Linked DNA regions of Mus musculus: regions 2 and 3 are each linked to region 1. A link is a contact called in public ChIA-PET and HiChIP or PLAC-seq data. All regions are on one chromosome and are shown on one strand. The core of a region is the stretch at or near the end of the contact, and the rest is flanking DNA. Distances in the headings are between cores, read along the strand shown. Region 1 holds the start of Tbc1d14 (TBC1 domain family, member 14). Region 2 overlaps Tbc1d14 (TBC1 domain family, member 14). Region 3 overlaps D5Ertd579e (DNA segment, Chr 5, ERATO Doi 579, expressed).

The links. ChIA-PET counts read pairs in DNA pulled down with a chosen protein or histone mark. HiChIP or PLAC-seq counts read pairs in DNA pulled down with a chosen protein or histone mark.
Region 2: an H3K4me3 HiChIP or PLAC-seq map of bone marrow-derived macrophages shows a contact between it and region 1, with 4 times the contacts expected there. The contact joins the enhancer-like site here to the promoter of Tbc1d14 in region 1. A contact is called at or near these places in 18 of 39 promoter capture datasets (the 3T3-L1 cell line, 3T3-L1-derived adipocytes, the C10 cell line and 12 more), 6 of 15 datasets of contacts at CTCF or cohesin (CD8 T cells, the NIH/3T3 cell line, large pre-B cells and 2 more), 63 of 484 Hi-C or Micro-C datasets (the 63-12 cell line, the AML12 cell line, B cells and 39 more), 32 of 115 datasets of contacts at active chromatin or transcription factors (the 230-238 cell line, CD8 T cells, the HPC-7 cell line and 21 more) and 6 of 9 other capture datasets (adipose tissue, embryonic stem cells, embryonic tail and 3 more).
Region 3: a contact with region 1 is called in an RNA polymerase II ChIA-PET map of memory CD8 T cells, with 92 read pairs. The contact joins the enhancer-like site here to the promoter of Tbc1d14 in region 1. A contact is called at or near these places in 12 of 39 promoter capture datasets (the C10 cell line, the HPC-7 cell line, cranial neural crest and 8 more), 4 of 115 datasets of contacts at active chromatin or transcription factors (the SCID.adh cell line, bone marrow-derived dendritic cells, bone marrow-derived macrophages and 1 more) and 3 of 9 other capture datasets (adipose tissue, liver and pancreatic islet).

What each region holds. Positions count from the first base shown.
Region 1 is chr5:36,580,656-36,584,395 of GRCm38.p6, reverse strand. Tbc1d14 (TBC1 domain family, member 14) reads left to right here and starts at 1,999. Exons shown (of 14, transcript NM_133910.3): 1 at 1,999-2,041.
Region 2 is chr5:36,513,933-36,517,600 of GRCm38.p6, reverse strand. It overlaps Tbc1d14 (TBC1 domain family, member 14), which reads left to right. Exons shown (of 14, transcript NM_133910.3): 8 at 3,482-3,562. Among named protein-coding and RNA genes, the nearest start is that of Gm32528, 3.3 kb to the right of the region's middle. Within about 2 kb of position 2,195, at least 16 of the 459 cell types and tissues checked have an H3K27ac peak or open chromatin away from gene starts, as enhancers often do. A contact at or near this core is called in adipose tissue, bone marrow-derived macrophages, cerebral cortex and 1 more, where this site is marked.
Region 3 is chr5:36,668,062-36,671,581 of GRCm38.p6, reverse strand. All of the region lies in intron 2 of D5Ertd579e (DNA segment, Chr 5, ERATO Doi 579, expressed), which reads left to right. Among named protein-coding and RNA genes, the nearest start is that of Gm24878, 3.3 kb to the right of the region's middle. Within about 2 kb of position 1,416, at least 21 of the 459 cell types and tissues checked have an H3K27ac peak or open chromatin away from gene starts, as enhancers often do. A contact at or near this core is called in the SCID.adh cell line and memory CD8 T cells, where this site is marked.

The DNA of each region.
Region 1 (3,740 bases), core at 750-3,249:
GCCCTTTGAGGGCAGGTTTTTAAACTGATACTCAAGCATTATGGCTGGAAGGTGAGGAGTCGTGAGGACTCCTGTGCGTATCCAATACGAACGAATCCATTGTGCTGAAGTTTGAAATGAGACTGAAGCCAGTTCCTGCTTCCCAGTCAGTGTTTAAATCCAGCTGTGAGGGCACCAATGGGTGTGATGGAACCTGGCATTGTTTTCAGTTCAAACTGCCAGGAACTTAAGCACCTTTGAAATTTCTATTATGTAGCAAATCCTGAGGGATGCCCTGCAAGTCTCTCAGCTCTCTGCAAGCCAACAAAAGACTGCCCAGTCCATTTAAGCCTCTACCCTCCTGCCATTGTAAGTTGGTGCTTAGAGTAATTACAGTCATGATCCAGAAAGGGAAGTTGAAGCCAGTGTCTATCAAGTAGTTTGTAGGCTCCTAGAATGGCTAGAGTCTGGAGTCCCCCAGCCCAGCAGACACCCTACTTGGATGGGTCTCACGATGAAAGTCAATGCTGTCAGGCTCTCAGGTAGACCTTCTTCCTGTGCATTGAACAGGCACAGGGCTGGGCTTATTTAGCTGAAGGCTCTGGTGTGATGGACTGAGAACCTCATGGCCTCAGGTGGCTGGGTGGGACCCGACATTGTTTCCTTGTGAAACAGCACATGCCATGTGGAAGTTTAAAAGTTACAACACATGTGCAGACCCAAGACACTCAGATATGGCTCGACTCTTGGTCTGTTTCTTCTCTCCTCCCTACCCTCCTTGGAACTGAAGTCAGGCCACTGAGCTATCCCCCAACCTCTCTCTGTCTTCTTTCATCCCTGGGGACGGTGTGCATTTCATAGCTTTTGATATAGCCTTGGTCTTGTAAGCCCTTCCTCTGGACTGTGTTCAGATTTGTGAAAATATTTTAAAATATTTGAGAGAGTTGTACAGAGGTTGAACCATCACCTAATGTTTTGAAATGAATGTACAATTGAAACAAAAGTGGTGGTACATTCCTATAATCCCAGAACTGGGGAGGTAGACTCGGGAGGATCAGGAGTTCAAACTCATTGTTTTCTAGGTTGCAACTTTGAGGCTAGCACAAACAGAACTGTAACCAAGACAAATGGATTTCCTCCTGCTTGCTTCCAGGTACCTGCCAGGGCAGGGAAATTCCTCTTCCTGTAGGACTGTGATGGTTCCAGCCTCATGTGATGGTTCCTGGCTGAAATGCAGTCAGGTTTTAAAGGGGCTTGTTTGTGTTTGTAAATTTTCGGGGTCTGACAACTCCTAGAATAAACCCAAATCATCCCAAGTACCCTTTGTATGGATCCAACAAACACTCATGTCTCTGCTTTTTGAGGCTTAGGAAACGAGTGCAGGTGAGTTCAGGAAGGGAAATGCAGCACAATGACCTGGCCTGATAGAAGACATCCTCCATAGACATCTGGCTTAACTCTGCTCAGCTCTAGCTGACTTCTACCTCCTGAATTATACTTTTTCATAGATTGTGTCTCTGTAATTTTTGCTACTTAAAAAGGTAAAATGTGCATAAAGCCAGGTGTGGTGGCACACACCTTTAATACATAGGTGGATCTCTGTATCTCAGGCTAGAGAAAGATGCTGTCTAGTGAGGCCTCTTCTAGTTCCTAAGCGAGACCATCACACAACTTTCAAAACACACTGATGATGAACCCTGTCTTGTCACCTCCTGAGCCTGCTGGGCGTTGTATACTGAAATATTAAAGTGAAGACAAAAGTTGGCGAACTACAGCGCTAGGCACTAAGCGCAATGAAACAGTGATCAGAAAAGCCCGTTTGACAGGTGACAGGCTAAGGCTATACCGGGAGGGCATTCCAAGGTCAATGATCTGTAACCTGCGCTCACGTGTACCCCTAAATACTCCCGTGGGCTGTTAAGACTCCCCCAGCTGCTGGACAGGGGCGTCCCATCGATGCGCTCCGCCGCTCGGCTCCCCACGCCTGGATCAGCCCCATGCGCTGCTTTCCCCCTCCCTCCCACTTCCCACTTCCAAGATGGCCGCGGGCGGAGCCGACCAGGTAAGGGGCCTCCGCCAGGCGTCTGCGGTGCCGGTATGGACACTGTGACTCTCTCGGAACTTTCCTTGCAGCCCTTCCTGGGCCTGAGGACAGAAAAGGGCCAGGGACACAACTCCCGAAACCCAGGACGGATACTTGGCAGGCCGGAGGAGCAGCGGTAGTAAATAGCAGGCTCCTAAGCTCTACGGAGCTGCGGCGGGGGGCGAGAGCCCTGGCGGAAGAGCAGTGGAAGCTTAGCGGGGGCGTGGCTAGGGAGCGTGAGGGCGGCGATAGGGAGCGCGGGGCGTGGTAACGCTCCTGTCCCCCGGAGTGTGACTAGGGACGAGCGTGGGGTGTGGCTAGTGAGCTCTCGGGGGCGTGGCTCTGGAGTGCGGGGCGTGGCGGTACGCCTGAGGCCCTGGGAGCGAGCGATTTGCGTTGGGTGTTGGGCTAAAGAGGCTCAGCGGAAGGGAAGAGAAGCAGCCTTGTGGGGGCGTGGCTGCGTGGCGTGGGCGTGGCGGGGGTGGGGTCTGGCGCTGGCTGCTTTTAGCCGCGGGCGGCCGGCAAGCACCTGCTGAGGCTGGGCATCTGCGGAGTCTACGCTCTTAGCCCAGCGAGTTGCGGGCCCCACGGGGCCTGGGCTGCGGGCCACGGGCCGGGGAGATGGCGTTGGAGCTGCGGTAGCTCGGGTACTGAGGGGGCTCTGCAGGGTCAAGCTGAGAGGTTGCGGATGGCTGACCGCTGCCACCTGCTGCTGCGTCGGCCAGGCAGGGAGGTCTGAGAGGGCGGCTGGGAGGGCTGGGGTCCGGCTGACGTGCGACTGCCCTCGGCCAGCGCTTGTCGCGACGTGCGCCTTTTCCAGAACTTGGTGAAAAGTTTTCTCCTCAGATGTGGTGCTGCGAGCTGTAGAGGTGTCTGCTCTGTGCGCCCTGAGCCAGCGTCCTCAGACCCCTGTCCTGTTCACATCTCTGCCTTTACTCCTTTTCAGACCCTGAGGTATTCAGATCTCTGTCCTTCTCAAACCCCTCTCCTGTTCAGATCCTGGTGCTCCTCAGACCCCTGGCCTCTTCAGATATGGTCCTCAGACCCCTGATGTGTCTCGGATCTCCATCCCCCTAAGACGTTTTTTCCCAAATCTTGCTAAAGTTTTCTCAGACCGGAGGCTACGATTGGCTCGTCCAACTTTCACGGGGCTGTGGGCTACCAACCGAGTTTGCTCTGAGGATCTGAGCCTGTATCTTCCTCAGATCTCTGACCTGTTCAGACCTCTGTCCCCTTCAGTCCTTCCTCCTCAACCCTTTGTGGTGTGTTCAAATCTTCTTCCTCCCCATGCCCAGTTCTTCTCAGACTGCCAAACCTCTTAAATCTCCTGACCCACTGGGTCCTCTCTGACCTTGGGCCTCCTTATCCTGGTCCTGGACTGCAGAAGGTCCTTCAGGAAGGGACTGTAGACCCCGCTCTACTCAGACTCATTTCCTGGGTTATGTCCTCCTCAGATCTTCTACTCTCTGGCTGTAGGACCCGTTTTATCTCTAGAGACCCTCACAGTACTGGGCATATTGGTAGGCTAGAGGAACAACCTGACCTCTGCCCCAAGCCCTACTCAGGATCTTGTCACCCCTTCTGGGGCTTGGCTAGATTTCCAGAGGGTGCTAACCAGCACAGACTCCTGATGGAGCCCCAGTGAGGCTGAGAATGTCAGAGATACCATCTGACCAGG
Region 2 (3,668 bases), core at 946-3,445, 67 kb after region 1:
CATTAAACACCAGCTGTGTCGGTCTCAGGCAGCTCTTGGGACCTCATTTTCTTCTTGAAAAAGGTTAGGCATTGTGTTCCATATCTGTGGCCAGTGTGCGTGGGGCCAAGGTTCTCATTCTACTTTTGGCAGGTTTTGAAGTTCGTTCTGACTTGGGAAGACCCAGGGTCCAATAGCACTATTAAGCTTCACTCTTGAGCAGGATTGGTGCTCATGCCTGCATCTTAGCCCTTGAGCTGTGTGTGTGTGTGTGTGTGTGTGTGTTGACAACAACAAAATCCAATAACAAATAAGCAACCCCTTTCCCCAGAAAAGCAAAACATCCAAACCTCACATCTAGGAAAGACAGGCTTATACTTTGAAATTGGGGCTGGGGCCTGGTAGCATTGCTTAGCAGGAAAGGCACATAGCATGCAAACCTAGTGCTCTAAGTTTGATCCTGAAATACATACAAGGGGGGGGGGTGGGGAGAGCTGACTCCAAAGTTGTCTCTGGCCACATGTATGTTGTGGCACATGTGAGTTCTTCCCCCATCACACACTTGTGTATGCACAATAAGTCGAATTTTAAAAAGAGGTTGGGGTTGGGGGTCCTGAGAGAAAAGTGTCACCTTTCTACCACGACTATAAAACTGTGGGGGAGGTTCTGTGAGCTCAGACGTGGACACATTTATAGCCAGTCTCTCCTAACAGGTTCTTCACTTGTGAGGTAGAGCCCTAATGGGCACGTGCTGTTGGAATAGCATTCTCATACACTGTGTGAAGGCTCTCTTTGTATTCTTCTATGCTGATGTCTGTCCAGTAGCTGAGGACCGTCCAGATGTTGGTGGTGTTGTTCTTATGCACCATCACCTGCTGGGCTTTTTTCAGGAATGGAGGGTAGAACTTCCAGGCAGAGATAAGGACTCTGGGAGAAGAATTGAAGAGGCAGGAAGACTCACCAGTGGGATGCAGAGGAGGTCTGATGTGCCTGGAGGCACACCGAGGGTTCCAGAAAGTCCGGCAATAAGCAGGCCCTGTAGTAGTTTTGTGTGCTCCTCTGAGAGTGACAAAAATGTTTTGACCCAAGCCCTAATTTGGATTCTGAGCCTGACTTTTCCAGGAAGTCTTAATAGTCCCATTAGGTTAAGTTGCAGCGAATTCCCAATTGTTCAGCTTTTAAGAAGAAAAAGCTGGGGTTTCCCAAATCGAACATGTGCTTCTAAACCTGCCAGCCAGCCCACCTAGAGATTGAGTGGGCAAAGGTCCCAGAGCATGCTCTCGACCCCAGCCCTGGACACGTCTGTGTTTCTCTTTAGAGTACAACATACTAAAGTGTCATAACTGTGCTGCTTTGCCGTGGCATGTCAGCATAGGTTGCATGCATGTTAGAGCTGTCATAAAGCCAGAACAGGACCATTAGGACAAGTTACACTTAGTACAATTCGTGAAGGCAGCTGTGCTTGCCTCTACCCTGCAGAGTAAAGGATGAAAAAGATAACGTGGCAAGCACACAGAGAAAGGCAGTGATTGGCCAGCAGTCCTCAGTGTATGGGAGCTGGGAATCAGTTAAGCAAGAGGTATAGGGAGTAGAAGTGGCAGCGCTAAGACAAAGCCAGTGCATGGGACATGCGTGCTGTTGAGTGGTGAGCACGGCTTGCAGTGCTCCAGGGGCCCAGTCTGCCGGCCTGCGGAGGCTATTGGGAAGCTGAAGTTACCTGATTATCAGCAACTGCCTGAGGGGCAGGGCTGCTGAAAACAGGCTCTGAATATGGAAGAGATTGGAAAACTATGGTGACAGCAGGAATCTGACAGCAGGAATCGCCATTCTCTGAGAGCTCTGCCTGTTCAGAGCACCAGTTTCTATGCCCCTCCCTCAGCAGCAAGATGAGGAGTCCTGTGCCATCTGGGTAGCAAGCTGCCCGTGCCCTTGTTTGAAGGCAGTGTGCATCTTAGTCCCAGAAATCATAGGTCTGAAAGTTTAAAACTCTGAATATTGAAATCCTGGAAACTGAATTCCAAAAGCAATTCCCGAGGAGAAGAGGTAGAAACCCAAATTCTCTGGAAGGATTGCTCATGCAAAACAGCAGGGTCTAAAATGCCAGTTTTGTGGGTTGCTGGGTTTTTTTTTTTTTTTAGCATTGTCAGCAGTGGTGTTTCTCCAAGCTAATGACATTTAGAAGCTTTTAAGGAACTCAAGTGCATTTATCTGAAGAGGTCAGCAGTTACTAGTTGGGATACTTCTAGAAGCTGGCAACAGTGTTGCAGGCTGCTGGGTGGAACTGCTTCTGCAGCTTCTGCTTCTGCGGTTTGTCAGTGCAGGTGGAGTAGGTGCAGGAAGTACTGTCCTGGGGGCCATGCAGCAAGTGTCCCAGGGACAGTTACCACTGGGTATGGTGAGGCCTAGAAGCACTTGGCTGCTGGATGGGGCCTCTCAGAAGACAGTTATGCTAGGCTCCTGTCTGCAAGCAAAGCAAAGTGAGCTGTCCTTTTGGACATCTGCATCTGTGAACGTTCTTTAAAGTCTAGGCTCTTTGGATGACTGTATGCAGTGGTAACCCATCTCGGTTTTGATTAAAGATTTAGGTATCCTGGCCAGTGTTTAATATGGCCACAGTTAGGAAGCCCAGTACACAGTTATGAACCATAATGATAGCTATTCATATACTTTGCTTTTCAGCATTTTTCTGCGCACGTAGGTCATCTGCTTGTGACTTAGGTGTATAATGTCCTTCATCCACTGTGATGCTTACAGTAGCATTGATGCCTATTTTGTTACACAAAGCAACACATGAAGTATTCTATTGTTTTTATGTTTTTCAAATCTCCCTCTTAAGATGTAAGTAAATTTCTTTCTTTCTTTCTTTCTTTCTTTCTTTCTCTCTCTCTTTCTTTCTTTCTTTTAAGAATTGTATTTTCAGGATTTTAGACCTTAAGGATTTCAGATTAAAGCGTTTTGTTTTGTTTTGTTTTGTTTTGTTTTTGTTTTTTGAGATAGGGTTTCTCTGTATAGCCCTGGCTGTCCTGGAACTCACTTTGTAGACCAGGCTGGCCTCGAACTCAGAAATCCGCCTGCCTCTGCCTCCCAAGTGCTGAAAGCTTTTTTTTCTTTTAGATTATGACTCAAACTTGTTAGAAACCAGATAGACTCTGTCCACCCACCCTTTAGTCCATAGATGAGACCCTGACTGACTGTTCTCTTGAGCCCCCAGGCCATTAGTCTGGATCCTGAGGTAAGCAAGAGACTGGTCATCCGAGAGGCAGTGGGCCGGTCACAGAAGGTCAGAGCAGGATATGAATTAGGTGGCTGTGCAGCAGAGGAAGGCACCAAGCCCCTTGGCAGTGTGCGTGCCTTCCTGTGTAAATGGCTGTCTTTCAGGCTAAGCTGGGGGAATTGTCAGAAGAATGCCTTCCTCTGTTTAGAGAAAGGGATAGTTGTGTGTTCTCTGCTGGTGTCGAGGGACCATGTACAATGTAAGGCTTAACAGGAGCTTTTCTTTCAGAGCTCTTTGACATCTGTCTTGCTCGGGCCAAGGAGCGGTGGCGGTCCCTCAGCACTGGAGGCTCAGAAGTGGAGAATGAAGGTACAGCTCTTCCCTCAATGAGAGGCTACTCATGGCAGTACTCCTCACCGGCTAGTGTGGCCTGGGGCAAAGGGACTGTTAAAAAACAAAAATGGAAAGGAAATAG
Region 3 (3,520 bases), core at 167-2,666, 88 kb before region 1:
GCCTGCTTAGCTTTTAACTTAGGTTGTGGAAATCTAAACTCTGGTCCTCACACTTTTCTAGCAAATGCTTTTTCCACTGAGCATCTCCCCCGGTGCCAAAAATACTTTTTTACTTAGCCGTAAGGCAAAGAATACCATGGCTTGTAAGGGAAGGTCAAATAAAAAAACAATTTTATTGTTAAATTTATTTGTATTATGTTTTATTTATGTGAAGACCCAAGAGGGCATTTTAGATCCTCTGAGCTAGAGGTACAGTCTGTGAGACACTCAACGTGGGTGATAGAACCCAAACTGGGATGCTCTTCAAGAACAGCCAGGGCTCTTAAACCACTATCCTGCAGCTGCCAACCCCAGTGAAGGTGATAGAAACAATTTGTGTGTAAAATTAAAACTACCCATTAGGTATATGTAGAATTACCTCCAGGAGCATGAACTGTTAATGGAAGATGTTAAATGAAGGAATATATGTGAGGAATGTGCACGGCAGAGCAGCATCAGAACTAATGCTGCTGGCATGAGCTTGAGTCCATAGTAACCTAGACTGGCCTTGAGCTCGCTGTGTTCAAGGATGACCTTGAACTTCTGGTTTTTCTGCCTCTACCTTACAAGTGCTGGGATTATAGTAGTACACCACCATACCCAGTTTATGTAATGGCTATTATTGAGCCCAGGCTTTCCTGCATGCTAAGTCAAGCACCCAACCACCTGAACCACATCGTAGCTCTTTTGTTTATATTTTTAAAAAATTGTTTTTAATAGTGTGTGTGTGTGAGTGAGAGAGAGAGAGAGAGAGAGAGAGAGAGAGAGTGTGTGTGTGTGTGTGTGAGAGAGAGAGAGAGAGAGAGAGAGAGAGAGAGAGAGAGAGAGTGAGAGTGTGCCTGAGGAGGTTAGAGGCATCAGATCCTCTGGAATTAGAGTTACATGTGTAAGCTACTCACTTGATGTAGGTACTAAGAAGAGAACTCATGTCCTCTGCAAGAGCTGTAATAGGCTTTTAATCTTACAGAGGCACTTGTTTACATTTGTGTGTGTGTTTAAGAATAATTTTAATGGCACAAAGAAGTCTTGAGAAGTACTAGATTTTGAAGATTCAGTTTTTCTATTTTGCTTAAATGTTATAACATTATACATGCCCACAGCATCGGGCACAGAGACAACTAAGGATGGGTTCCTGAAAGGCATTTGACAGTTTGTAGAGCAACAAAACACTGGGTTGGGCAGAGTTTGGGGACAAGGACACCAGGGGTCCATGAATGGGTTAGGAAATATGGTAAATAATAAGCAATGGAGCTGTGAGCTGAGAGCAAGCAGGAGAAGATGCTGCAGAACCAGCTGCTGTGGGTAAGAGACTAGAGACCAGCGTTCCTCAGCCAACAGGAAGAGCTACATGGTAGTGGGTATGTAGACTTCGGGTCACTTAAGTTAGGGAGCCACTGAGGCGACAACCTCTGTTTGGGGACAACGTAGAGGATAGAAGTAGATCCAGTTGCCCTGAAGAGTCCACTTGGAGCTTTCTGTCTCTTCTAGTAGGTATCTGTTTTTCAAGCAATGGGATGAAAGGTTAGTGGATCATCAGACAGCTTCAATTCTGGTCATAGTTGCTATTCACAAGTGCCTAAAAGTTCTGACCTGAACTGGCCTCAGGGAAGCCACCTAGCTAGCTGCACATGCAGAAGTAGGGCTGGCCCTTGCTTGGTTTGTTTCCAAGCTTCAGTGTGACTGGGGCTTCTGCTCTGACTCTCTGGCTGCCTCCTCCTCCCAGCTTGCTTCTGACCTAGCTCTCTGTAGGGCAGACGGTGGTGACACTAGGCATCATGTTCTCACGCCTCTCTTGAGCAGATTCTTGAAGGCAGGCCTTGAAACTTTGCTTTTAGTCATCTAGGGCCTGAAGTTGATGATAGTATGGGAACACAGTCTCATTCAGACTCACCGGGCTCTGTTCTTGAGGAGGCTGTTAACAGGAAGTTGTGGGAGGCAGGGTGGGTGCTTAGCAGCAGACGGCGGTAACACCAGCTGTATTTTAGAATACCGTGTCCTTTTTCTTCCTCCAGTTCCCAATCTCCTTTTTGAAAGAAGACAGCATGAAGAAGTCAGTCAGAGCCTTACTTAACCTTATGTCACCTCACCAGTGTATCTAGAAAAGCAGCTGCTAGTAGTCTCCTGAGGAGCTCTTCTGCCCCATCTGCTTTTGGTACTTGATAATCTTCTGACTTTCAGAATAGGACTGTGAAAAAACACACTTTATCATATTCAGTGTTTTGAGTAGATGTGGGGTGGTGAGCAGTGTGAAGGCAGCCTGGTCCACAGTCCAGCTCAGGCTTAGAACCCTAGAGACCCAGCAAGTGACTTTCATCTGCAAGGGATAGCAGGGTTTGGCCACGCCCCTTGGTCCCCTGGCTACAGCCTTCCACAGAACCCCCCTCCACACACACACACACAGAGGAGTGTGGCCATCAGCACCAAGGCCTCCCACATGCAAATAAGGTTTCCCCAAGCTCTCAGACCAAGCCAATGAGAAGTACCTGTTGTCAGACCCTGACCTACCCCAAAACTGTATATAAGAATCCTAATTGGAAGGATTAAAGGTATGTGAGTTGTCCAAGAGCTTCTGTCCTAAGAGCTGTAACACTTGGGAAGAGGTCTGCTCTCCTGAAACGCCACCTTAAGCTTGCTACACTCCTCACTCGGTCACTTGTTGGCCCAGCCTGACCTGGACCCAACTCTGCTCAGGGCAGCGTGGAATAACTGAGACAGCACAGCGGAGACAGGTGGAGCCAACTGCAGCAGCAGAAGCAGCAGCAGCAGCAGCAGAAGCGACTTCCCCTCGCTGCTTGTAATCACTTCCCTTTGCATGAGCTCTCGCACTCAGCTGGGCCAGAGACCTCCGTGGAAAGCCTCTGCTGCACAGGCCCCCAAGGAAACTGGCCCATATCTACTGGTTTATGTTTCAACCAGTCAACTTTTAATGGAGCATAGAAGGTAGATTAAAAAGTATGTATCAGTGAACTTTCTGTCACTGTGACAAAATAAGCACATATGTACATACATACATACATACATACATACATCACACACGCCCTCAAGGAACCATCTGAAAGGGGAAAGATTGTTTTGGGTTGGAGTTTGAGAGAGTCAGTCCCTAGTGGGCTGGTCTCATTGTTTTACACTGTGGCATGGTAAAAAAGCCTAGCAATGGGAAGCTTCTCTGTCTTGGCATCTGGGAAGCAGAGACAGAAGGTAGACCTTCAAAAGCACACCCCAGTGACCCCCATTCTCAAAATAGTCCCTACTTCTTTACACCCTTGCCCCACTTCAGGCCCTAGATGACTAAAAGCAAAGTGTCAAGGCCTGCCTTCAAGAATCTGCTCAAGAGAGGCGTGAGAACATGATGCCTAGTGTCACCACCGTCTGCCCTACAGAGAGCTAGGTCAGAAGCAAGCTGGAAGGAGGAGGCAGCCAGAGAGTCAGAGCAGAAGCCCCAGTCACACTGAAGCTTGGAAACAAACCAAGCAAGGGCCAG